Regions from separate parts of the Mus musculus genome. Here all the other regions are linked to region 2. A link is a contact called in public HiChIP or PLAC-seq and promoter capture Hi-C data. All regions are on one chromosome and are shown on one strand. The core of a region is the stretch at or near the end of the contact, and the rest is flanking DNA. Distances in the headings are between cores, read along the strand shown.

Region 1 (3,104 bases), core at 394-2,893, 590 kb after region 2:
TATTTAATGTATCTGAGGGCACTGTCGCTCTCTTCAGACACACCAGAAGGGGGCATTGGATCCCATTACAGATGGATGTGAGCCACCATCTGGTTGCTGGGAATTGAACTCAGGACCTCTGGAAGAGCAGTCAGTGCTCTTAACTGCTGAGCCATCTCCCCAGCCCCCAGTCAGAGTTCTTAAGCATTGAGCCATCTCTCCAGCCTTCTCCCAATTATTTCTAAAATATAAAGTACTAATAAAGACTAGTTTTGTGATGTCGAAATGAGGTCTAGTTATGTAGCTTAGGGTGGCCATACCCTTGGGATTACCCTTCCTTGGGCTCCTGAGCGATGGGATTACAATTGTGTCTTCCCATGTGTATCTCATGCAGATAGATTCTTCCTCCAACCTAAGGTTTCTCTCCACTGATCCCCTAACTAGAAATCTTTGTGATGACTCATCCTGCATTGCTTTGTTAGAATAGAGACAGGGTCTCACTATGTATGTAGCCTTGTCCATTCTGGAACACACTCTGTTGATCAGGCTGGCTTTGAACTCACAGAGACCTTCACGCCTCTGCTTCCAGAGTACTGAGTCTAAAGGCATACACCACCACACCCAGCCCATGTTCTATTTTTAAATAGTGCTCTTACACTATCAACCTTTTTTTTTTTTTTAATTTCCATTTGTGTTCTCACTTCTGTTTTACCAAGCCTTTTGGAAAGCAAGGGGAATACAACTTTGCAAAGAAGAGAAATGGCCAGAATGTGCAAAGGGAGGCGTAAATGGGAAGGAACACAGGGCTCCTTTTTTGCAGCTAGCCTACCTTAAAGTGCAGGCTCATTTGAATGCGTGATCTTTTAAAAAGTGCAACAAGTTACAGGTTAAAGCCTTCACATTTCACATTGAGCCCAAGTTACTCAAAGTTCAATCAGGTGAAGAGGTGACTGGTGTCAAGTTCTGTCCCGTTTGTGGCTTGTGTGTCATGGAGTCCGTGACAGTCTGCGTCGATGGAAGTCTGGCACACTGACAGAAGCCTTGTTAAGATAATCAGTTTAGAAGGCTACTAACTTCAACTTCCCCTTACCCCTGCCGACTGTACAAGAAATCAACTGTCCTTTCTCTTAGGTCTCACCCACCCTTTCACACCCCTACCCCCTTTCCACATCTAGAGCAGGAAAAAAAAAAAAGAAAGAAAGAAAGAAAGAAAGAAAGAAAAGAAAAGAAAAAGTAGACTGTAACACAAACAGTAGAGTTTTCACTATTCTCCGGGTATTTTCAACCAATTCTCTATTATCTGTTGTAACCATTTGGGGTAACCACAGACATATTTTGTCCTCGGCCTTATTTCCTTCTACTTATTAAAATCTTTCTTTCTCCTAGATTTGAGGTACCCCATTTCTGCCGGGGTTCATACTCTGCGGGTTCTGCCTTTCCTTAGGAATTCGTGTACAGTGCAAGAACACCTTTTAAACGAGAAGAGTGTAAGCACAGGGATCAGTAGGGTCCACCCGCTAGCTTGCTTCCCTGTGGGCGTTGTGGCATTCCACCCAGCCCAGACTACAAGTCCCAGGAGCCCGCGCAGCGACGGTGCCTCTGTGAGCTCGTCCCTGGCTCCGCTGGGGAGCGGAGTAAGGTTCTGGCCGGAGCCAGGCGCTCTGGCTGCTCAGCCGCGGCAGTGACGGAGGCTGGAGGCCGCGCGGAGCGCCGGCAGGGGCGTCGGGAGGCGGATTCCGCCTTCTCTGAGCGCTAGGGGGCGGGAGGAGGGGGCCGGGCCAGCGGCTCAGCCAGCCGCGAAGACAGCTGGCTGAGCGATGGAGGCCGACGGGCAGTCATGGGCCGGCGAGTCCGTGTCGGGCCCGGGTCCCGGAGGCGGCGGAATGATCCGCGAGCTGTGCCGGGGCTTCAGCCGCTACCGCCGCTACCTGGGACGGCTGCGGCAGAACCTGCGAGAGACCCAGAAGTTCTTCCGCGACATCAAGTGCTCCCACAGCCACAGTTGTCCCTCCTCCCCCGCGGGCGGCGGAGCGGCCGAGCTTGGCCCTGCCGGCGACGTCGCCGAAGCCCCGCTGCCGGCGGGTAAGGACAGGCCCGATGGAGAGAGGAAAATCGGAGGGTGGCATCTCCGTCAGCAAAACAACTCCAGGAGGAGGCGGCCAGTAGGAGAGGGCCGCGGGGCGGCGCGAGGCCTGGGCCTCGGGGATCTTAGATGAGGTGGGAGGATACCCTGGGGAGAGGTGGCAAGGGCTCGAGACCGGGAGGCAGAATTCGAAAAGGCTAAGCGGAGAGGTGAGAAAGTTGCTTTGAATTGGGGTGCTTGGTATGGGGACCGAGTCCCCGGTTAGGTGTTAGGTTGGGTGTTTCTGAAGTCTCTGGGCGCCTTCGGACTGCACTGGTATGTGAGTGTGTGAGCGCGCGGGGTTTGGGTGTGTAAAGTGCTTGCAATCCAGTCAAGAGGCAGCCCTGCGAAGATGTCCTCTAAATAGGATTTGGAGTTGCCAAAGAAAAGGATATTTAATGGGTGTTAGAAATTAATTGGTCAGAGATGTTACTTATGGTGAAGGAGTTAAGAAATGTTTTGTTGTTGTTTTTGTTGTTGTTATTGTTGTTGTTGGGAGTGGAGTGGAGTGGGGCGGCCCTGAGCCCTTGAAAAACTTGCCCTTCTTGACTTGATTCCCCCCTCTCCTCCAACCCCTCGGGATGTATCAGAGGCCTCAGATCACTTTAAATACTGCAAGATCTTTGATCCTCCTTGAACTGCAATTGGTGGGGAACTAGAGGGTTTAACTTTTACCACCTTCTCCTTAGGAAGTTGATGAGAGAAGCCACTGACTTTCCATGTGGGTAGGTAGACGGGGCACAACCTAACAGCAGGTATGTCCTTGGTTTGCCTTTAGTGATTCTCGAGCTGCAGTGTAGATTAAAATAACCTCAGGAGTGTATTAAAAATGCCATGTCTCAGGTTGTGTCTTATGGATTCTGGCTGTGTAACCATGGTGGGGGGGTCCTAAGAGTCTAATTTAGCAAGTCAAAGATATTGGAATCTGATACAGGTGTTTTATTATCACTTAAGGTGAACTTGTGAGTTGGACCCTATACTCTTTGTTGCATGTTTAAGAACG
Region 2 (2,787 bases), core at 215-2,714:
TTGTAGAGTCTCCTGCTTCTGTCTCCCAAGGGCTAAGACTGCCAACACTCAGGCAGCCATATAATCAGTCTTAGTTTTCCTCTCAATCTATACTCATTGTGCACAAAAACTGGTCCTTCTGGCGAAGACCTAGTGTTGCCCAATCTAGGAGTAACTTCCATATCCAAACATAGACTTGGCTGTGAAACCAAAATTGGAGTTCAACTACAGTGACATTTGCTGGGCCCTTAAAAAATATAGACCTTTGATATCCTAGCAGCGGAGCTGAGCCCGGGGTTGCTGGATTAGCAGGTGGGGACAGGTTTTTGTGGCTACATTTGTTATCATTGTCCAAAGGAATGGCCCTCTCCAGTTGCTGTTGAGCATGTGTGCTCAGTAGCCAGCACTCTTTTTCTCTCCTATATACATCCTATCCTTATTCAACGGTCTAGAGAAATGCTCAATTGCCCCAAGGAACCTTTCTAGGGAAGAAAGTGACAGGAAAGGAACCTCTGGTCATAGGCTCTATGGTCTAGAAAAATGCTCAGTTGCCCCAAGGAACATTTCTAGGGAAGAAGGTGACAGGAAAGGAACCTCTGGTTATAGACTCTACCGATGAAGGGGGAAAGGCTGGAAATGGGAGTTCCTTTATAGGGAGGTCACATCCCCTTCACAAAAACAACCCAAAGAGAACTAACTGGTACTGATTTTGGATTGATGAAGTGAAGACACCCCAGGGAGGAAGTGGCAAAAGCGAGGATGAAAACACTTTGATTCCACAAGGTGCGTCAGGGAAAGTTGGCGTTCATTTCGCCCGGGATGGAGACTTCTCTCCCACGGGGCCACGATTGGGTCAAAGGAAACCCCCGCTCCCCTCCGCCCTTACCTCATTGGTGTGTGTAGCCCCAGCCATGAGTCTACCAAATTTTCCCTCCAGTCTGCCCATCCCCACCCCTATCAAGGCTGGAACTTTATTAAGGCAGATTAAGGTTCGGTCAGTCGCCCAGAGGAACAAGGAACCTGGAAGGAGAGATGAGGAGCCTGATGAATAGGAACTGTGCCCAGGAAGAAGGTAGGGACTGGGCGTGGAGAAGGAACACGCGATGGCTGCTGCGGCCCGGGCGATCGCCAGCTGGCCGGCTCAAAGGGGTGGTTTCGGGTCTTCTGGAAGGCCCAGAGGCTCACTAGAGATAGTCAAGATTCAGGAGTACATGCGTAGCAGAACGCTCGCCTTGAGAGGCCGTGGGAACTCAGGAGCGCAGCACCCGCCCGCGCTTGAGCACCGCGAGCCCACAACACCCTCCAATTCTGAGTTCCCGTCACTCTGCTGCGTTTTCCCCCTCACCCCGCCCCCAGCTCAAGAAACGCCGGGGAAATGGGCGGGGCCTGGGCGGGGCCCGCCCCTTTTCCTGCTCTGATTGGCTGATGCAGTTGTCCATCCTGACTCTATTCTTGATGGAGGGGGGTTACCACCCGCTCTGCCCCAGATCACGTTTGCCACCCACAGCCAAACACTCTTGTCCAAGTCCGCGGGCAAGAGGCGATTGGGGACGAGCGAGCTCGGCATCTCAGGCCCAGTCCGGTCCACACCAGCCCGAGGCGGAATATCCTGATCGCCCCCCACCAGGCCACCTCCCCTCGTGGAATCGGAGCGGCGGCCTCACAGGAAGGCAGAAGCGAAATGTAGCGAGCCGGGTGTCGCGGTTGGACGCTCGCCTTGCCTGGGGGTGTAGCGGGGAACACGCGGGGGCTCGAGGAGGACGGCTGAGGGGGAGGAGTGATGAGAAGAGGGGGTACCCTACATCCCCCAATTCCGCGGGCCCCTGCTACCACTCTCCAGGCGCCCTTTCTCCCCAGCAAGGCGCAGGTCAGTGTTGTTGGGTCTGGGAGGGAGGGAGACGAGGGCGGGGGACTCCAGGACGCAGTGCTTTTGCAGTCTTGAGTTGCCGGGAGTCGGCGGAAATCAACTAGGCACTCCTCCTCCCCACCCCTGTAGTTGGGGATACCTAAACCGGGCTTTTTTGTCCATCCCCGCTTGGAAAGGAGACGCGGCTTCCTAGAGCCTGAGGCCCATCGGTAGTGGCTTTACTGCTGATGTAGTTGAGAGACTGGCCTGCTCCCCTTGCTAGCCCCCTTCCAGGTCAAAGTGGCCTGCCAGAAAGACGGGAGGGAGGGGGCAGTCAGGTTTTAGCGAAGGAACTCAGAAACTTTGCTGGCTCGGGGGCGGTGGACTCAGACTGAGTGTTTCCTCTTGGCTGACTAGTGAGGATCTTTGAAAACAACGGTGCTGTGTTAAGGTGGCTTGGCTGGTGACCGAGTTAGTGGAAGACTCATAACTTGGGCCCTAGAGTTTGATTCTGCCTTAACCAAACTGGAGTTGACTAATTGTGAGTGTTTGGAATACTAACAGCCTGTTCATCATACCTGCAAAACCCTCTGGATTTTTTTTTTTTTTTTTTTTTACTATTGAGAGCCATGCTGGTGAAATGCAACAAGTTGGTGGCAATTCGTGGGGATTCCTTTAAGCTAAGAAAAGCAGGGCAGGCAAAGACAGACATGATTTGGGAGTAAATGCATATTAGCTTGTGACACTTGGATTTGCCTGACTTTGTTTTTCTTTCCTCTTTCTACACCTTTTACCGATGATATTTTTGTTTTTAAGAGTTACACCATGTCTGGCTGTCAGTAACCCGAGAGGAAAGGGGGAAGGCCAGGCAACCAAAAATGTAGGAATAAACAGTAGCTTCACCCTCTGTCTCTTCAATCTAGTTAACTGCCGGGTCCTATCTGACAGGCTCACAGGATCTA
Region 3 (3,090 bases), core at 47-2,546, 550 kb before region 2:
AGGAGTCAGCCCAATGCAAGGCTCAGACAGGGCACTGAAGTGGAGGCCAAGGCTGCAGTCTTGGGAGCTGGGTGCAGCAGATTGTGTCACCTTCAGCTGGGGGCAGCAGATTGTGTCACCTTCATGACTCTACCTAGGCTGGTCCTCAACCAAGCCCTGCTACTGGGGCAAAGCATAGCTGCAGTCAGGAAGGCGGGCAGTGAGGTGCACAGAACAGCATCCCAGATGGGCAGCATGGCCCTGGGTTCTGTACCTAGAAGCTCTGATTGTGGCACATCTGGATTATCTCTGGATCATCCTCCCATCCACCCTCCCATCCCCAAGACCCTCTGTGCATAGAAGGTGCAGCACAGCAGCCTTCTGTGAGTCAACGCCAGCCTGCCCACAGACTCCTATCCTCCTCGGGGGCTCCTCTGTGGCAGATACACATACCTGCACTCCAAGTGGCTCAGAATCAGGCAAAGACTCTCCCTGGCAAGTGTGTGTTTTGCTTTCTGTCTGGGGCAAGTCCAGGAGCTGAGCTACACCGGAAAGAGAAGGGTGGGTGGATGAGAGGCCCCTTCGTGCTGTTGCTGTGCTGTTTGATTCTCAGCCCCATCAAAGGCCACCAGTCCCAGCCCTTTAACTTGTTCCTGTTGTCACCTTCCCTACAGTTCTTGAAGCGAGCAGAGGGGGGGGGGGGGCGGTGTCCAGCTTCTTTCCAGCTGTTCTGGAAACCTCTCCTGGTTATTTGGGCCCCAGGGGAAAGATCCCAAGCAGAGGCCAGTAGAGGCCCCCAAAGCTGAACCCCAGCTTTGCATCAGCATGTTGAGAAGCAGAGCCCAGGAGGGGAGCTTTTTTTGGCCAATCATGGTTCTTCTCAGGGCCATCATGGTCCCTGCCCCTCACTGGCCTCCAAGCAGTCCGTTCTGAGAGTGTTTTCCCACAGAGGGAGTGCAGAACACTACCAGGCTCCCAGCAACCACAAGAAAAACACAGGACTCGGGCATTCAGCTGAGTATTGACTTGAAGCTGCCCCACTGGCTTCCCCACACCACCCTCCTCCACAGACACTACACACTCACCCCATCTCCTATCTCAGTTGCAGGGCAATGCAGACTTGTGGAACTGGGTGGCACCCCCAGGGATTCAGGCCTTGAAGTCAATCCTGGGCAGTGCCTAGAAGATCCTGGTAGCTATGGGGCCCCCCAGGATCCACAGGCAAAGCAGGTGATGGTCTTGAGCCTGAAGGTCTCTTTCCTGCCTCTCTGAGAGCAGTGGGGTACCCAGTCCCAGGCTCTTAACTATCATACTTCCTGATTCACTTCTCTCTCTCTCTCTCTTTCTCTCTTTCTCCCCTCCTCTTTCCCTCCCTTCCTCTCGCTCTTAAAGGGACAGGCATCTCAACGGCTGCCACACACACCTCCACTCCCCCTTCAGTAAAGGGAAAGAGGATTCTGTGAGTTGTCAAGTGGAAGCCATAGGGCCATCGCCTGAGCCACAAGGAAGCCAAGAACGGAGGCTGGGGGCTCTGTGACAGGCCACTGAGTACTATGCTGGCATCTCTGGAGGGAAATTCAAAGCTCTGCTTAAAGTTAACTAAAGAAGTCCAACAAGTTAACCAAGTTGAAAACTGCCTAGAAAGAGCCAGGACCTGTGCTTGCCCCTCCTAGAAGCTGGACAGGACTTATCTTCCTTTAGAGCTTTCAAGAACAAGTACACACCCAGATCATAGCCCCTACTCTGACCTTACACACAGCAAAACCTGCTCCCACCTGGTGCCGTTTTCTGACCACAGCCACTCAAATGCACTGTGTGCTTTAGGTAGTATGGATGGCAGGGGGATGGAGAATCTGGGAAGTGGTTTTTTTTTTTCAGACCATGTTTGATGGTATCAAGTTCTGTACACCTTTAGTAATTTGCCCACCTTCCCAGCCATAAGCCAGTACTCCAGATATCCTGGGAAGCCGGGAAGGGGGGCTGTGCTGCTCTGGTCAGCTCTGAGTGGGCAGTTGGACAAGGGGTTAAAACCCAGGAAATTCCATGTTTCTCTAGAATGTTGGTGGGACTTTCCCCTGGCCACACCTGGTGATTTCCTCTGCCAGCCCCACCCCACCACAGGGAGGAGAGGCAAGAACAGGCCCGGAGCTTGTCGCTGACAGATCCACCCAATGATAATGTGACAGCTAGAGCCCTTACAGTGGCTTTTCACAGTGAGGCCAGGAGGGGCAGACCTGAGGGTTCCACACTCCAGCCTGTGTGTTACAGGTTTCCACCTGGCAAGAACATGGGGGATTGCACTTGTCGATCATGGACTTGGAGAGGACAGAAGCATGCATTTTCTCTAGCACATTATTTAACAGGTGCTGTAAGACCCCCTTTTCTAGCAAGGTGGACCTGTTCAATGTGGCTACTCCATCAGTCTAGAAAGTCTGGGTTACTTTTATGGTAAGGGTACCCCTCAGGCCCACGAGGTATTTGCAGTGTCACTTTGACCATGCTGCAGGCTATACTCATGTTCTTCCATGAACCTGCACTCTTACTCTCCTTTCACTGGCAAGCCTATTCTCCTTTTCCACCCAGGGATTTTCACACCTTTTAACACAAGAGCCAAGCCTAGTATCTCCTGTGAAGCAGGCACTGTGCTCAGGACAGAAAAGGGAGACATGGGCATCTAATCCCAGAGATGCGGGATGCTGGATGTGATATGAAGGCATGGCAATGCATACTGAGCAAACAGTGGTTTTGTGGACCTTGTAGGGGGAGCAGGAAGGGCTTGCCAGCCTTGCTGGGTGCTCTGAGTTAGGCAGCAAAGGAGGACTAGTGCAAGCATAGGAAGCAGGGCCAGAGGTGCAAAGAGCATGAATTGTTCGGGGCTTTGTACCTGGGACACTAGGGATAGCCAGCAAGGTGAAACTGTAATAGATGGTACTTTGCCTGGAGACTCTGGGAGGAAACATCCTTGGTGTGGTCAAGATATAGGACTGCATGCCTGTGTCCCAGCTGTGTGTGTGTGTGTGTGTGTGTGTGTGTGAGGTGTGTGTGTGTGTGTGTGTGTGTGTGGTGTGTGTGTGTGTGTGTGTGTGTGTGTGTGTGGTGTGTGTGTGTGTG
Region 4 (2,892 bases), core at 140-2,639, 690 kb before region 2:
CCAAAGCTACATAATAAAGAGACCCTGTCTCTAACTAACAAATAATAAGTAATCGAATGCTGTTCAAAAAATGAGGGACTACCAATTAACTTGAACTGAATAAGAAACCTAAAAGCAGAAAGAAATAAACATAACATAGAGGTTTGTTTTAGAATGCAAGTCTAACACCTCTATTCTAGTTTCAGCCCCTGGCTGTGCTACCTTCCCCCTCTGAACAGCCTCACAGGTAAATGGGAAGAAAAGGACGTCTACACTCTCAGACTACAAGAAGAGAAGACTAGCAGAACAGCTGTCTTCTCTTCATTATTTTATGCACCCATTTACAGCTAAGCTAACTAGTGAAAAAAGGCAGCCAACAGGAACCCACCCGATGCTTTGCTTTAAGTTACACGATGTACCAAATCTCTCTTCTGTTCCCACTTCATTTCCTGGCATATGGAGATATTTAAAATGCTAAAGGACTACAGAATGGTTCTGTCTTTACACTGTGGGTCCTCCACAGTGAAGGCACACAAACAATGGGCAGGATTTACTAAAGCCACAAGATGGCCTTGAATAATGCATTTTATCTGCTCCCAAGACTACGGATTTGCGGGTCACTCTGGTCACCGGTTCATGTTACCATCTCAGATTATATACTACTAACACAACCATGACTAGGTAACATTTTTCATTGTCTTTAAAAAAAATATCTTTTCAGTCACTTTTGAGATCTGTCTTATTAAAAAAAAATACTTATAGAGTTTAACACAAGTGTTAAAGGAATAAAGGAGGGCTTTAAAAACATCCCACAAGAAATTAAAATATCTTCTAAAAAATATATTGAGGTTCAGACAATGTTTTGATAACAGGCAATTTTCTAGACAGGTCCGGCCTCTGCCATACTGCACGATGAAACACACCAGCACCGCATCTGCAGAGTAACAGCCAGACGCGAACGAGCGGATTGGGTTCCTTTAGCCAGGGCCCGATGCGGAGGGGGAAAGGGACCCCCCCCCAAAAGCGGCACATGGGGAACAAGGTCCCGGGTCTCTGCTGCTCCACCCCAGGGCCAGGGCGGGCTGGGCAGACTCTCGGAGCAACAGGGCGCAGGTCTTGCGCGCAGGTCCCAGACCCAGCTCTCCGGAGGCCGCGCCGTCCCGCCCGCCCTCCCCCGCCCTTCCCGCTCACCGCGCTGATGGACAGGCAGCCCAGACCCGCAAGGAGTCCTCCCGCTCCTACCCGGGCGCCGTTACCTCCGCTGCTGCGGCGGGAGCCCGGCCCCCGGCAGCGCCGCGTCCTTCCTCCCGCGATCGCGGGCTGCGCCTCCCATCGCGAGCTCGCCCCGCGGACACAGAGGCGGCGGTTGGCCCGGTGGGTCGCCTCCAGCACCGCACCTGCTGGCTTCGCTACAAGACGAGGCTGGGCACTGGGCTCGCGCGGTCCGCAGGGAGACCACGCGGGAGCGGCCGCGTCGCTTAGCAACCGCGCACGCCCTGCCGCGCCTGCGCAACGCCGCCTTGGAGGGAGCGGGGAGGAGGCGGAGCGAGGGGCGTGCTGTTCCTGGGTGGTGTGCTCGCAGTTCTTTTTGCAAAAGAGGAAACTGGCTTGGAACCTACGCTTCTTCGTATTCACCTAGCCGTGAAACCAAACATGGGAGTATCAGCAGCACAGCCTGCCTGCTCAGCAGACCGCTTGGAGAGCTCTGCGCATCTTTAATATGTGAAAGCGTACCTCACTCTTTCTGAGAAGTACCGTCCATGTTAAGTCTATTTCGACAGTTAAAATGGAAGTGAAAAGAAAGGCTGTTAAGCCACAGAAGTGGCGGTTGTGTTGAGCTTGGTGCCCATCAGATTTCCTAAGGCTGCAAAACTCCTCTGCAAGAGCGGATTTGATTCCCAACACGGTCGTGGCAGTTCACAACCATCCATAACTCTAGTCCCGGGGTGTTTAATGCCCTCTTCTGACATCTGAGAGTAGCAGGCACGTATGTGGTGCACAGGCATAAACTCATACACATAGGATGAGCCCATTGGATCTATGAGAACAAAACAAAACAAAAACCAAAGGTTCTTCCACGCATCGGTGGCGCACGCCACCTGGTGCACACTGGAAATTATTTCATAGAGCATAATTCCACGAATCTTCAAATGTCCAACCGAGGCTCCTTTTGGGGTTCGTAAAAGTCACAGTCCCTGTTCTCAGAAGATCCACACTCTATTTGCAGCTAAGAATCTGTCCATTTGGGACACTTTATTTTCATCTGTTCAGTGTTGACTTAGCCTGTGATATAAGTAAAAATGTTTTCTTCAATGATGATCTTTTAGAAGTTTTCTGTCTCTCTTTCATCCACAACCAGTGCAATCTTACTTTCCTAGGGTTTTTGTTTTTAAATTGGGCTCTTTGACTCTTGTTTGTAGACAGAGTTCCATGGCAACAAAGGCACCTCCCCCGCTCCAAGATTACAAAATTCTACTAACTGATCCTGCTCTCAGGACTTCTAAGAGGTGAACACCCCAGACTACTACCGGAAGGGTTGGTTGGGACTTGCCTGGACATGTTTAATTACCTCATTTCGAATCACTGCAAGTCTTCCCTTCTGTCTTTAAGGCGCATCTTCTAGAGCCAAGCTAAAGCCTTCCTGTTCTACTTGCCTCCAGCGGGTTAGGGGAGTAGATACAGAGGCTGCCTTTGTCTTTAGTAGGTTATTTCCCTAGTAAGGGAGGGAGAACTCCTTGAGGGTGCTGGACCTCCTGAGTATCTGACCTTGGTGACCTAAGTACTTTTCAGTATTTCTTCAAAGAACCCCTGTTTTGTAACAACGACCACACCCTCATTAAGCAATTGCCCTGTACCCTCCGGCTCTTGAAAAGACTCATTTAAGTGTACTTCAACAGATATTGAAATACAAAG
Region 5 (2,919 bases), core at 28-2,527, 580 kb before region 2:
TACAGACTCACCATTGGCGAGAGGTAATGATAAGCCCTAAAAAGAGCGCAGACTTGCTCAGAAACTCTCTATACTGGTGCCCAGTGTTACAGTAAGATTGGGAGAAGCCAGCAGGCCAGTGGGGATGCCTTGTGGAAGGAAGGAACTGGCGGGGAGCTTAGTGATTTTAGGGCTGGAAGGCGGGTGCAGGGGGACAGGAGGAGGAAGAGGAGGCCACGAGGCACAGTCACACACTGGAGCAGAGTATAGAGCGTTGAGCCAGGTGTGGAGGGCTGAGGAGGCCTCAGGTGCAGGTGACCTTGGCATCTTTCAGCCTCACAGCCTGCTTCCATTCAAAGCCTAACCAGGCTTCCCATGCCAACAGCTCCCTAGGAGGAAGAGCCTGAGAGAACCTGAGGTGACCACCGAGTCATCTCCCCATTAACCCTAATAAGTGTCAAATACTCACTTCGTTGTCAATATCACTACCTCATTTTTAAAACTCACAACTAAAGGAAGAAGAGGGTGTGCGTAAGACACAATGACCTTGTGGAGAGCCATCAGTCCCAACCTACAAACAAGCTTGTTTACGCGCACGGGGGAGAAGGCTCAAACCCGTCTGAGGATACGTAACTGTACACATACAACTACCTCTGGTCAGTGGGCAGCCATTAAAGGATGCCAGGCAGTGACAGCAGCTGTCTCCAAAGGTAACCTGCCTAAAAGTTCGGACTGGCCACAAAAGGCAATGGCCTCCTCTCCCGGGCTCAGAGCCCTTCACCTCGCGCACCTTCCCCGCCCTCACTCACTAGCGCAGCGCAGCGCCTGCCGCAGCACCTCTCGTCCGCACAGGTCACACCAGCCCGGACCGCCCCGCAGCGCCAGTTCCACGAAACGGTGCCCCTCGCCTCTCTCGGCCAAGACGCGGGGATCCTGCGGCTGCTCGAAGATGCTCCTCACGTCGCGGGGTCGGTGTGACCCAGGTCGCAGCCGCAGTCTCGGCTGCAGACCGGGCCGGACAGGGCGAGCGTGTCGGCAGTCTCGGGGCGTGGGTTCGGGGTCCCTCCGGCCACTCCTCCTGCCACCGCGATCCTCTGACGCCCCGGCCGCGGGGATCAGGGCCGTGGGGATGCAGCGGCGCGGCCGGGCGGGAGGTGGCGGCTCGGTGCCACCCAGACTCTGCAGATACCGCGGCGGCTCGGGATCTAGGAGCAGCGGGTAGGGACGTTGCCCGATGGCCGGGGAAGCCATGGCCAAGGCCCGCAGGCGGCGGCAGCTACCGAGCCTGGCCAACAGAAGGGGCGGCTCCGGTCGAGCGCGCTTTTAAAGGGCCCGCAGCCCGCGGGCGGGGCGGGGCGGGGCGGAGCCCACCGAGAGGCCGGAAGGGCAACACGCGTGACTGCGGGTCGGAGCCGCGTGGATTTAGGAGTGACTCGGCGACTAGGCGGTGGTGAAGGTCCGAGCACCCGAGAGGCTTCGCGAGCTCGGTAGGCGCCGGCTCCTGCGCCTGTCTTCAGCTCTGCCCCGTCCCCTCTGGGCGTCTCCCAGGGCGCCCTAACACCGGCGGGGCGGGGAGCAGGTGGGAAGGCAGGGCTTTGGCAACCTGGTGTGGCCCCGGGACAGGAGCTAGCCCGCCGCTGTCAGTAAGGCGGCCCGCGGATTCTCCGAGCTGCCCGTGGGAAGCTGGCTACATCAGCTCTCTCCCTTCTCACCTCTGCTACATAGACTGCCCCTCCCCGAAGACTGGGATTAGAGTGACTGGTGATCCTTGGTGATCCGGTGATCATGAGAGACCTCTCTGTGCCCCATGGGTGGACAGGAACTTTCCTCCCGAATTACGCCCCTCCCCCCTTAGTTGCTGGAGTAATCACTGCGGAAATGAATGCCAATCCCTTACACACCTCCTTTGGTATGGAAGGTCCACCTGAGCAGGGGCGCAGGGTGGAGAAGTCCGCATCCTACCAGCACCAAGGGGTGCGCCATAGGTTCCTGTCTGGCTTAAGGTTATGTCGCCACCATCTTGAAAATCCTAATTCTTAACCCGGCCTATTCTTTTTGCACTGGGTCTTGAAAATTATGTAATGGTAATAACTAGTGGGCCTGTCCACAGTGCCGTCTCAAGGGATAGAGAACAGGTGGGACTGTGGATTTTCGAACCTGTGCCCGGTCGGTCGGTCGTAGGCTAGCAAGGGTCCTGGGCCCTCTACAGGCTGGTTTTGTAGCTGCAGGCGCCTTTGCTCTTTCCAGTTCTGCGGTTCTGACTTAGGCCTAGCTCACATTCCCGCCTCCCCCTGCCCCCCTTAAATTACAGGTTTGATTGATTTAGTGGCAGCCACCAGCAAGCAACTATGGGAATAGAGTCACTGCACCAAATTCAAAAATTCTGTATTTTGGGTCTCAACAAACCACTGGTAGAAATATTGGGGGAGGGGCATGTCTATAGTGAACATGTACACACTCTTTCTCCTTACTTATTAAATAATACTGGATAGCAATGATTCATATACACTTTCACAGTACCGGTGTTTAATATAGGCGGGGTTAAAATGCATAGGTTCTCTCTGCACACAAGCTACCTTATAAAAGGGATGAGAACCCTCAGGTTAGAGTATTGGGAGCAATAATGTATGTATAGAATGTGTGGGGATTCTGAAACCAGACCTGGAATTGTCTATAAATTCGCCTACATTTTAATCTCCAGGGTTCTTTCCCGGCTAGTGATGGGTCTCCCCCTAGTGTCTGGCTGGGGAATCCTCACTTTCACTTTTCCTCTCGAAGGTAAATTTAGGCAATGGCTAAAAGTCCAGTGACCAGGGAATCCCCAGCCTTCCCTGCTCCACAGCCTCTCTCCCCACCCCCACCCCCGCACCCCTCCCCCAAGTGGTGGTAATCAGAATCCTGCTCCTTTCAAGTGGGTGGCAGAGGAAAAGTTCCTGGTCT
Region 6 (2,766 bases), core at 35-2,534, 640 kb before region 2:
ACGAGCCGACATCCTCTTTCATTCGAGGCTCTTGCATGGTCTGCTCCTGTGCACTTTTCACCCACAGCTCCTGATGGTAACTACTGGGTTGGTGGTCCAGATACCTTCTCTGACACACTACCTATGGCATTCCTATTGTAAGATCATGAACATAGAAAATAAATATGCTGATAGCCCATTGCTAGTGAGTAGCCAAGTAGGAGCAAGAATGAAGTCCATATAAGCATGGAGTCAAGTTCTCAACTGAGCATGTGGCCACCCTAGGGCAGCCCCTTCTGCTATCGGGATCAGCACCCCACCACACCAGTAATGGTCACTGAACTTTAACACTGCAGGCCTGGGATGAACAGATGATAAAACAAGACCTGGCCTGTGGAACATTCATCTAAGCTGGCCTATCAGTGGGTCCAGCTCTAGGCATCCCAGTGGGTTTTGCATCATCTATGAAGCTGGCAAAGAGGGACTCCTAACATCTGGAGTGAGGGCAGCTGGCAGGATGTAGGGGCCTGCCAGTATGTCCTCTTACTTGATCTTGAAGAATGCCCAAGAGAAAATAGTTGCTGGGACATCTCCTGTTTGCTTAAAGTGCATAACTCACGTGAGCCTCACAGGCTGTCTTCACCTGACTCATTCATCTGGAGGCTTCCAAACGGATTCCTCTCATTTGTCTTCACTTCTGGGACTCTCCATTTCCAGTCTCCACATGCTGGATACCTCTCTATGGACCAGATGTGCCTGGCTATGGCCCTGCCTTGCTCTCTGGTCATTTCAAGTCAGAATGGGTAGCTGGGTGGCTGCTGTTTTAGCCTTCATTCTACTCATCTCAGGCAGGCTGACTGTCATTCCTGGGACATTCTCATATTCATCTACAAAAAAAGAATTAAGTGATGGAAAACTCTAGAAGTCCCTGGAAGACCTCTGTTTTCCGTTCCAGCCATTTCCTTGTTGAAAAAGCAGCTGTGTTGTGGCTGCTGAAGGCCTGCTTCCACGCCCACTTTGGACCACAGTGAGTCACAGCTGCCTTGGCTTTAGGTTTCTTCTTCCTGTTCCACTTTTTTTATTCATTACATCAACCGATCTATTCTGTTCCCTTTCCACAAGGCTGGAAAATGATGCAAGTAGCCATGGGTACCTTCCAGACCAAGGCAGAAGATGGCATTCCTGACCTCAGCATTGGAAGATCTGGTCTTGGGGGGGGGGGGCGGTCGATGAGCTCCATCTACCTAGGAGCGTCAGCAGCCTGTGTGTGCCCAACACTGTGAACCTTGCTCACATAGAATGTCAGCGCCAAATGTCAGCACCCAGTTCAGTCTGGCTGCTGCCCACACTGAACCTGCCAGGCAAGATCTAACCTACAGATGGAATGAATCACTTTCCAAAGTAGGCCAATCAGTGAGCCCCGTCCAGGAGCTCAAAATCCACCACCTGGGAAACACCGTAGAATCTAGATTATGGACTCTTAAAACTTCCAAGCACATTGGCGTCATCTGGGGATTTTCTAAAAATGTGGTTTCCTGGACTTTCTCCTTAGAGAGTGATCTGGGATTGATCTGGGGTGTAGTCTGGGAACAAGAATTTTTGAAATCTATTAGATGATTTCAACATGTTGCAGAGTTCACAACAATTCCATCCAGCTACAGAGCTACTATTTTGGGGCCAACAGATAAAAGCTGGCCCCACATTTTACCTAAAAGGCAGAGTCCGCTGTGTCCGAGGACAAGGCAGGCTCTGGTTTCTGTTCATCTGACACAATCTCAAGCCCTCACAGTGCAGGACGTGTCTCTCTAATGATGGACACAAGGCAGAAGCCAGGAAGATACACGCTTATGTCTTGGGGCTCCCCAATGTCCAAACAGAATGGGGAACTCTTATAATTTAGTAAATCTAGGTATTATCCTGTCAGGTGTCTCTCCGAGAGTTTACCCATCTTGGGACTTGCAACATGGAATTGATTCTCTCTGACTAATCCCTGGCAGCAGCTAAGCTGTTTTCAGCATGCCTGGCTCATCCATGGTACTGCTGAAAAGCTGGCTTGTCTAACGTCCTAAGCCACAAAAGGCTGTGACCACTGTAAGCTCTTGAAGGTACTGCAGTAAGGAAGTTATAAAGTGGAGGCATGACAACCACGTGACAGGCTGTGTGCCAGTCATAAGAGCACAGATCCCCTCCCCCCCCATTCCCTAATATCTATTAAAACGCCCTCAGTGGGTTGGGAGTGGTGGCAAGCACCCATAACCCCAGCACTTAGGAGGCAGAGGCAGGAGGATCACTGCAAATTCAAGAGCAGCCTGGTCTATATAATGAACTATCAGAACTATTATCTCAAAAAACCAAATAAAGTCAAAATATCTTTAAAAAAAACCCCAGCACAGACAGCTTTATGCTAGGTCAGACTTTGCTGTATTTTATCTTCAAGGCAACACTGGCTAGGTCCACAGTGCAATCAGAGACAAACGGGAATCTTCATTTTGGTTATTCTGCTCTAAGGATGACCCTCTAAGGAGTGAGGCCGGTAGCTTCTAGAAATCTCCAGCCAAGTTCACAGAGTGACAGTGGGCGGAGGCAGAGGAGAGTGTGTCCACCCTCAGTGCTGGCTTTGGCTTGATCTAAATCACACAAACCTCAGTTCTAAAAAAAAAAAAGTCACTCTCCTAAAATGTGTCCAAGTGTTCTCCTTGCCTGTGACTTTGATGGTCTCACTCCTGTCTGCCCATCTGCAGTTGCTTTCCCCGGCAAGGCTTCCCTAATCACCGCAGCCCCGCATTG
Region 7 (3,052 bases), core at 107-2,606, 510 kb after region 2:
ATTCACATGATTATGCTGAGTATGGGACTGGAGAGATGCTGCAGCCATTAAGAGCGCTTGTTCTTACATCAGACACAGGTTCAGTTCCCAGCACCTACGTGGTGGCTCACAACTGTCTCTAACTCCAGTTCCAGGCAATCTGACACCCTTTCCTGGCCTCCAAGGGCACCAGGCACTCACATGGTGCATACACTCTCTCTCTCTCTCTCTCTCTCTCTCTCTCTCTCTCTCTCACACACACACACACACATACACACACACACACACACACACACACTCACACACACACACACACACACACACACACACACACGCATTCACGCACGAGAGAGAGAGAGAGAGAGAGAGAGAGAGAGAGAGAGAGAGAGAGAGAACATGCATGGATATTCATGTGGGTAGGTGGATGTCCATGCCCATGTTTAAGTATGTGGAGACCTGAAGATTGGAGTTTTGACTATTGCTCTCTTCCCTATTCCCTTAAGACAGGGTTCTCACTGAACCTGAAGTTAGGCCGGCAGCCAGCAAGCCCCAATGATTCTCCATCTGCCTCCCACAGTCCGGGTGTTATAGGGTCACAAAGGCACACCCAGCTCTTTACGTGAGTGCTTGGCATTTGAACGCAAACCCTCATGCTTGGAAAGCAAGCAGTCTTGCTGTCTGAGCTGTTTCCCCAGGACCCTAAGTCTATGCTAAGTATGTGCGCTTCCACCAAGCTACACTACCAAGCTACACCTTTAAGTCCAAATGACTTTTGTTCTGATATAGAAGGGGAGATGTTTAACTAGAATTTTTACCCAGTGTCTCCCTCAAACTCAAAACTGAGTAAGTGTCCTGTATTTTCGTTTTCCCAATCTGGAAATCCTAACATCAGGAAGATTGAGGTTAGACAATAGGAAGATCTTGGGCTATTGCCTTGGGCTACTGACCCACAGGATGAGAGAATCTCCCATTCTGGACAGCTTTAAAAAGGTGAGTGTGGCAAACTGGAAGATGGTAGCACACACCTTTGATGCCAGCACTCAGGAGGCAGAGCCAGGTGGATCTCTGTGAGTTTGAGGCCAGCCTGGTCTACAGAGCAAGTTCCAGGACAGGCAGGGCTACACAGAGAAACCCTGTCTTGAAGCACAAAACAAAACAACAAACCAAACCAAACGAAGACAAAACTGAGTGTTCCCAGGACCTAGTGGGAAGCCTTTAGACATTTAGGGCTATCTTTACAGCCAAGAGACTCATCTTCTGTAGCTGAGCTCAGGAGGATTCACATAAAACACAGGAAGTGGTGGAAAGTGAACGAGATTATCAGTGGAGTTCCTGCCAAAATGAGGAAGTGACACTGGGTGGAGGCAGGGGACGCCTGAAGTCCCCAGAGAGGATGTCAGAGCAGGAGGTGCTGAGATCATCTGGCTACCCCACCCCCCTCACTTTGGGCCAAGGGGGGTGGCTGAGGGTGTGGAGCTGTGGGGTGAATCTGGAGGGTTGGGTGAGCCTCAGCAAGTAAGTATAGCCGGGGCAGCAGGAGTTCAGGCCTTGGGAGAAAAATCTTAAGATATGTATTTGGGGGTAGAAATGACCCCCCAAAGGGAAAGAAAGGTGGCCTCAGGATACTCAGCAGAGCAGGGGCTGATGTGAGTCTCTAGGGTCACCATAGGGAGCTCTGGGGCTCTCAGTCTGGTAAGAGAGACAGGTGTGCCCTAGAAATCAGGTCGTCAAGCATGCTTTGTTTTCTTCCTCCTTTAGTGCATACTGGGTGTGGTGCTGAACCCCGGGAGTCCTGAACTAAACAGAATATACACTGCCCTTCAAAGCCTGGAGGTCCAGGGGAGGAGAGGTAAGTAAGTCCTTGTGAAATTGTAACTTTTATAAGGTGAAGGACTTCTTGTTTCTCTTTTTCTTTCTTTTTGGTAGATAGGCTTATAGCTTGTGCTGGCTTTGACCTTGACCTTATTCTGTAACTGAGAATGACCTTGAATTCTCGATCCTCCCCAGCTCCCCCTCACAGGCGGGCATTCCCCCATCATGCCAGGTTTCTATAGAGCTAAGGACCAAATCTAGACCTTTGTTTTGGGTCACTGACTCCCTTCCTTGGTGAGAGTTCAGATGTCATTCCTGTAGTGCCCCTCCACGAAACTCCATCTTTAGACCCTACTGGGTGCTGTCTGCTACCCTACTGGGTGCAGATCTTTGGATAGGTAAACACTCTAACAACTGGATAACAGCCACAGCCTGGGCTGGACTTGAATTTGCCACCATCCCCACACCTCTGCCACCAGAGTGCTGTACCAACAGCCTAGGCCAGCCTGCACAGGAGTCAAAGGTCACCACCTGACCCCAATGTACCTCTCCAGCTGCTGCCTCTGTCCCCCACACTGCTTGCTTGCTCTGTGGAGTAAAGTAAAATTAACTGGCTAAACTGGGTGTGGTGGAGCTCACCTTCAATCCCAGTCCTTGGGAGGCAGAGGCAAGCAGATCTCTATGAATCCAAGACCAACCTGGTCTACAGATTGAGTTCCAGGACAACCAAGGCTATACAGAGAAACTGTGTCTCAAAAATAAATAAATAAATAAATAAATAAATAAATAAATAAATAAATAAATAAATAAAACAAATTAGCTGGCTTGGAGAATGACTTAAAATAAGAATAACTTAATAGCTTTCTTATTGTTGGGTTGTTTTTGTAGCCTTGTCTGTGCTGGGACTCACTCTGTAGATCAGTCTGGCCTCAAACTCACAGAGATCCACCTGTCTCTACCTCCCAAGTGTTGGCATTAAAGACATGTGCTACCATGCCCAGCCTAGCTTCTCTATTTTAGCTCCTCCCATACCTACCACAAGCTGGGAGAAGCTGTTGGGTGCTGGCCAGTCTGGCCTGGAACTCTGGACCCTCCTGAACAGGGTTTACAGGTGTTCTGTACCACACCAGGCCTCTTGGGCGATTCCTAGGAGCCAACACTGGGAATGGTGATTGGGGGACGGGGGGTGGGAGGGCAGGTGTATTAGGAGTTAAATGAATTCCCTGATAGACAGACAGACAGACAGACAGACAGACAGACA

What was found. Promoter capture Hi-C pulls out the DNA fragments that hold promoters and counts their contacts. HiChIP or PLAC-seq counts read pairs in DNA pulled down with a chosen protein or histone mark. Capture Hi-C pulls out chosen DNA fragments and counts their contacts.
Region 1: a promoter capture Hi-C map of liver shows a contact between it and region 2. The contact joins the promoter of Dstyk here to the promoter of Slc41a1 in region 2. A contact is called at or near these places in 1 of 39 promoter capture datasets (liver) and 1 of 484 Hi-C or Micro-C datasets (CD8 T cells).
Region 3: a promoter capture Hi-C map of liver shows a contact between it and region 2, with 3 times the contacts expected there. The contact joins the promoter of Ikbke here to the promoter of Slc41a1 in region 2. A contact is called at or near these places in 4 of 39 promoter capture datasets (embryonic stem cells, hematopoietic stem and progenitor cells and liver), 1 of 484 Hi-C or Micro-C datasets (CD8 T cells), 4 of 115 datasets of contacts at active chromatin or transcription factors (bone marrow-derived macrophages, large pre-B cells, memory CD8 T cells and 1 more) and 3 of 9 other capture datasets (embryonic stem cells, liver and macrophages).
Region 4: an H3K27ac HiChIP or PLAC-seq map of embryonic stem cells shows a contact between it and region 2, with 2.8 times the contacts expected there. The contact joins the promoter of Dyrk3 here to the promoter of Slc41a1 in region 2. A contact is called at or near these places in 1 of 39 promoter capture datasets (pre-B cells) and 4 of 115 datasets of contacts at active chromatin or transcription factors (astrocytes, embryonic stem cells and extraembryonic endoderm stem cells).
Region 5: a contact with region 2 is called in a promoter capture Hi-C map of embryonic stem cells, with 2.6 times the contacts expected there. The contact joins the promoter of Rassf5 here to the promoter of Slc41a1 in region 2. A contact is called at or near these places in 7 of 39 promoter capture datasets (the C10 cell line, embryonic stem cells, hematopoietic stem and progenitor cells and 3 more) and 1 of 115 datasets of contacts at active chromatin or transcription factors (pancreatic cancer cells).
Region 6: an H3K27ac HiChIP or PLAC-seq map of thymic regulatory T cells shows a contact between it and region 2, with 5 times the contacts expected there. The contact joins the enhancer-like site here to the promoter of Slc41a1 in region 2. A contact is called at or near these places in 1 of 39 promoter capture datasets (liver), 2 of 115 datasets of contacts at active chromatin or transcription factors (regulatory T cell precursor and thymic regulatory T cells) and 2 of 9 other capture datasets (embryonic stem cells and liver).
Region 7: a promoter capture Hi-C map of liver shows a contact between it and region 2, with 2.6 times the contacts expected there. The contact joins the promoter of F730311O21Rik here to the promoter of Slc41a1 in region 2. A contact is called at or near these places in 3 of 39 promoter capture datasets (liver and pre-B cells) and 1 of 115 datasets of contacts at active chromatin or transcription factors (pancreatic cancer cells).

Annotation. Positions count from the first base shown.
Region 1 is chr1:132,415,810-132,418,913 of GRCm38.p6, forward strand. It overlaps Dstyk (dual serine/threonine and tyrosine protein kinase), which reads left to right and starts at 1,644. Exons shown (of 13, transcript NM_172516.4): 1 at 1,644-2,061. The coding sequence starts at 1,797.
Region 2 is chr1:131,826,548-131,829,334 of GRCm38.p6, forward strand. It overlaps Slc41a1 (solute carrier family 41, member 1), which reads left to right and starts at 1,465. Exons shown (of 11, transcript NM_173865.3): 1 at 1,465-1,846.
Region 3 is chr1:131,278,267-131,281,356 of GRCm38.p6, forward strand. Ikbke (inhibitor of kappaB kinase epsilon) reads right to left here and starts at 1,297. Exons shown (of 22, transcript NM_019777.3): 1 at 1,065-1,297; 2 at 433-521. The region is part of intron 1 of Gm51644 (a long non-coding RNA gene); the gene reads left to right.
Region 4 is chr1:131,136,845-131,139,736 of GRCm38.p6, forward strand. Dyrk3 (dual-specificity tyrosine-(Y)-phosphorylation regulated kinase 3) reads right to left here and starts at 1,390. Exons shown (of 3, transcript NM_145508.2): 1 at 1,236-1,390. The coding sequence starts at 1,312.
Region 5 is chr1:131,243,901-131,246,819 of GRCm38.p6, forward strand. Rassf5 (Ras association (RalGDS/AF-6) domain family member 5) reads right to left here and starts at 1,278. Exons shown (of 6, transcript NM_018750.4): 1 at 789-1,278. The coding sequence starts at 1,230. It overlaps Gm28913 (a long non-coding RNA gene), which reads left to right and starts at 1,190. Exons shown (of 3, transcript XR_878525.3): 1 at 1,190-1,466.
Region 6 is chr1:131,183,482-131,186,247 of GRCm38.p6, forward strand. All of the region lies in intron 2 of Rassf5 (Ras association (RalGDS/AF-6) domain family member 5), which reads right to left. It also overlaps a transcript of Eif2d not described here. Among named protein-coding and RNA genes, the nearest start is that of Eif2d, 32 kb to the left of the region's middle. Within about 2 kb of position 1,285, at least 133 of the 459 cell types and tissues checked have an H3K27ac peak or open chromatin away from gene starts, as enhancers often do. A contact at or near this core is called in liver, regulatory T cell precursor and thymic regulatory T cells, where this site is marked.
Region 7 is chr1:132,340,574-132,343,625 of GRCm38.p6, forward strand. F730311O21Rik (a long non-coding RNA gene) reads left to right here and starts at 1,357. Exons shown (of 4, transcript XR_878527.2): 1 at 1,357-1,494; 2 at 1,738-1,828.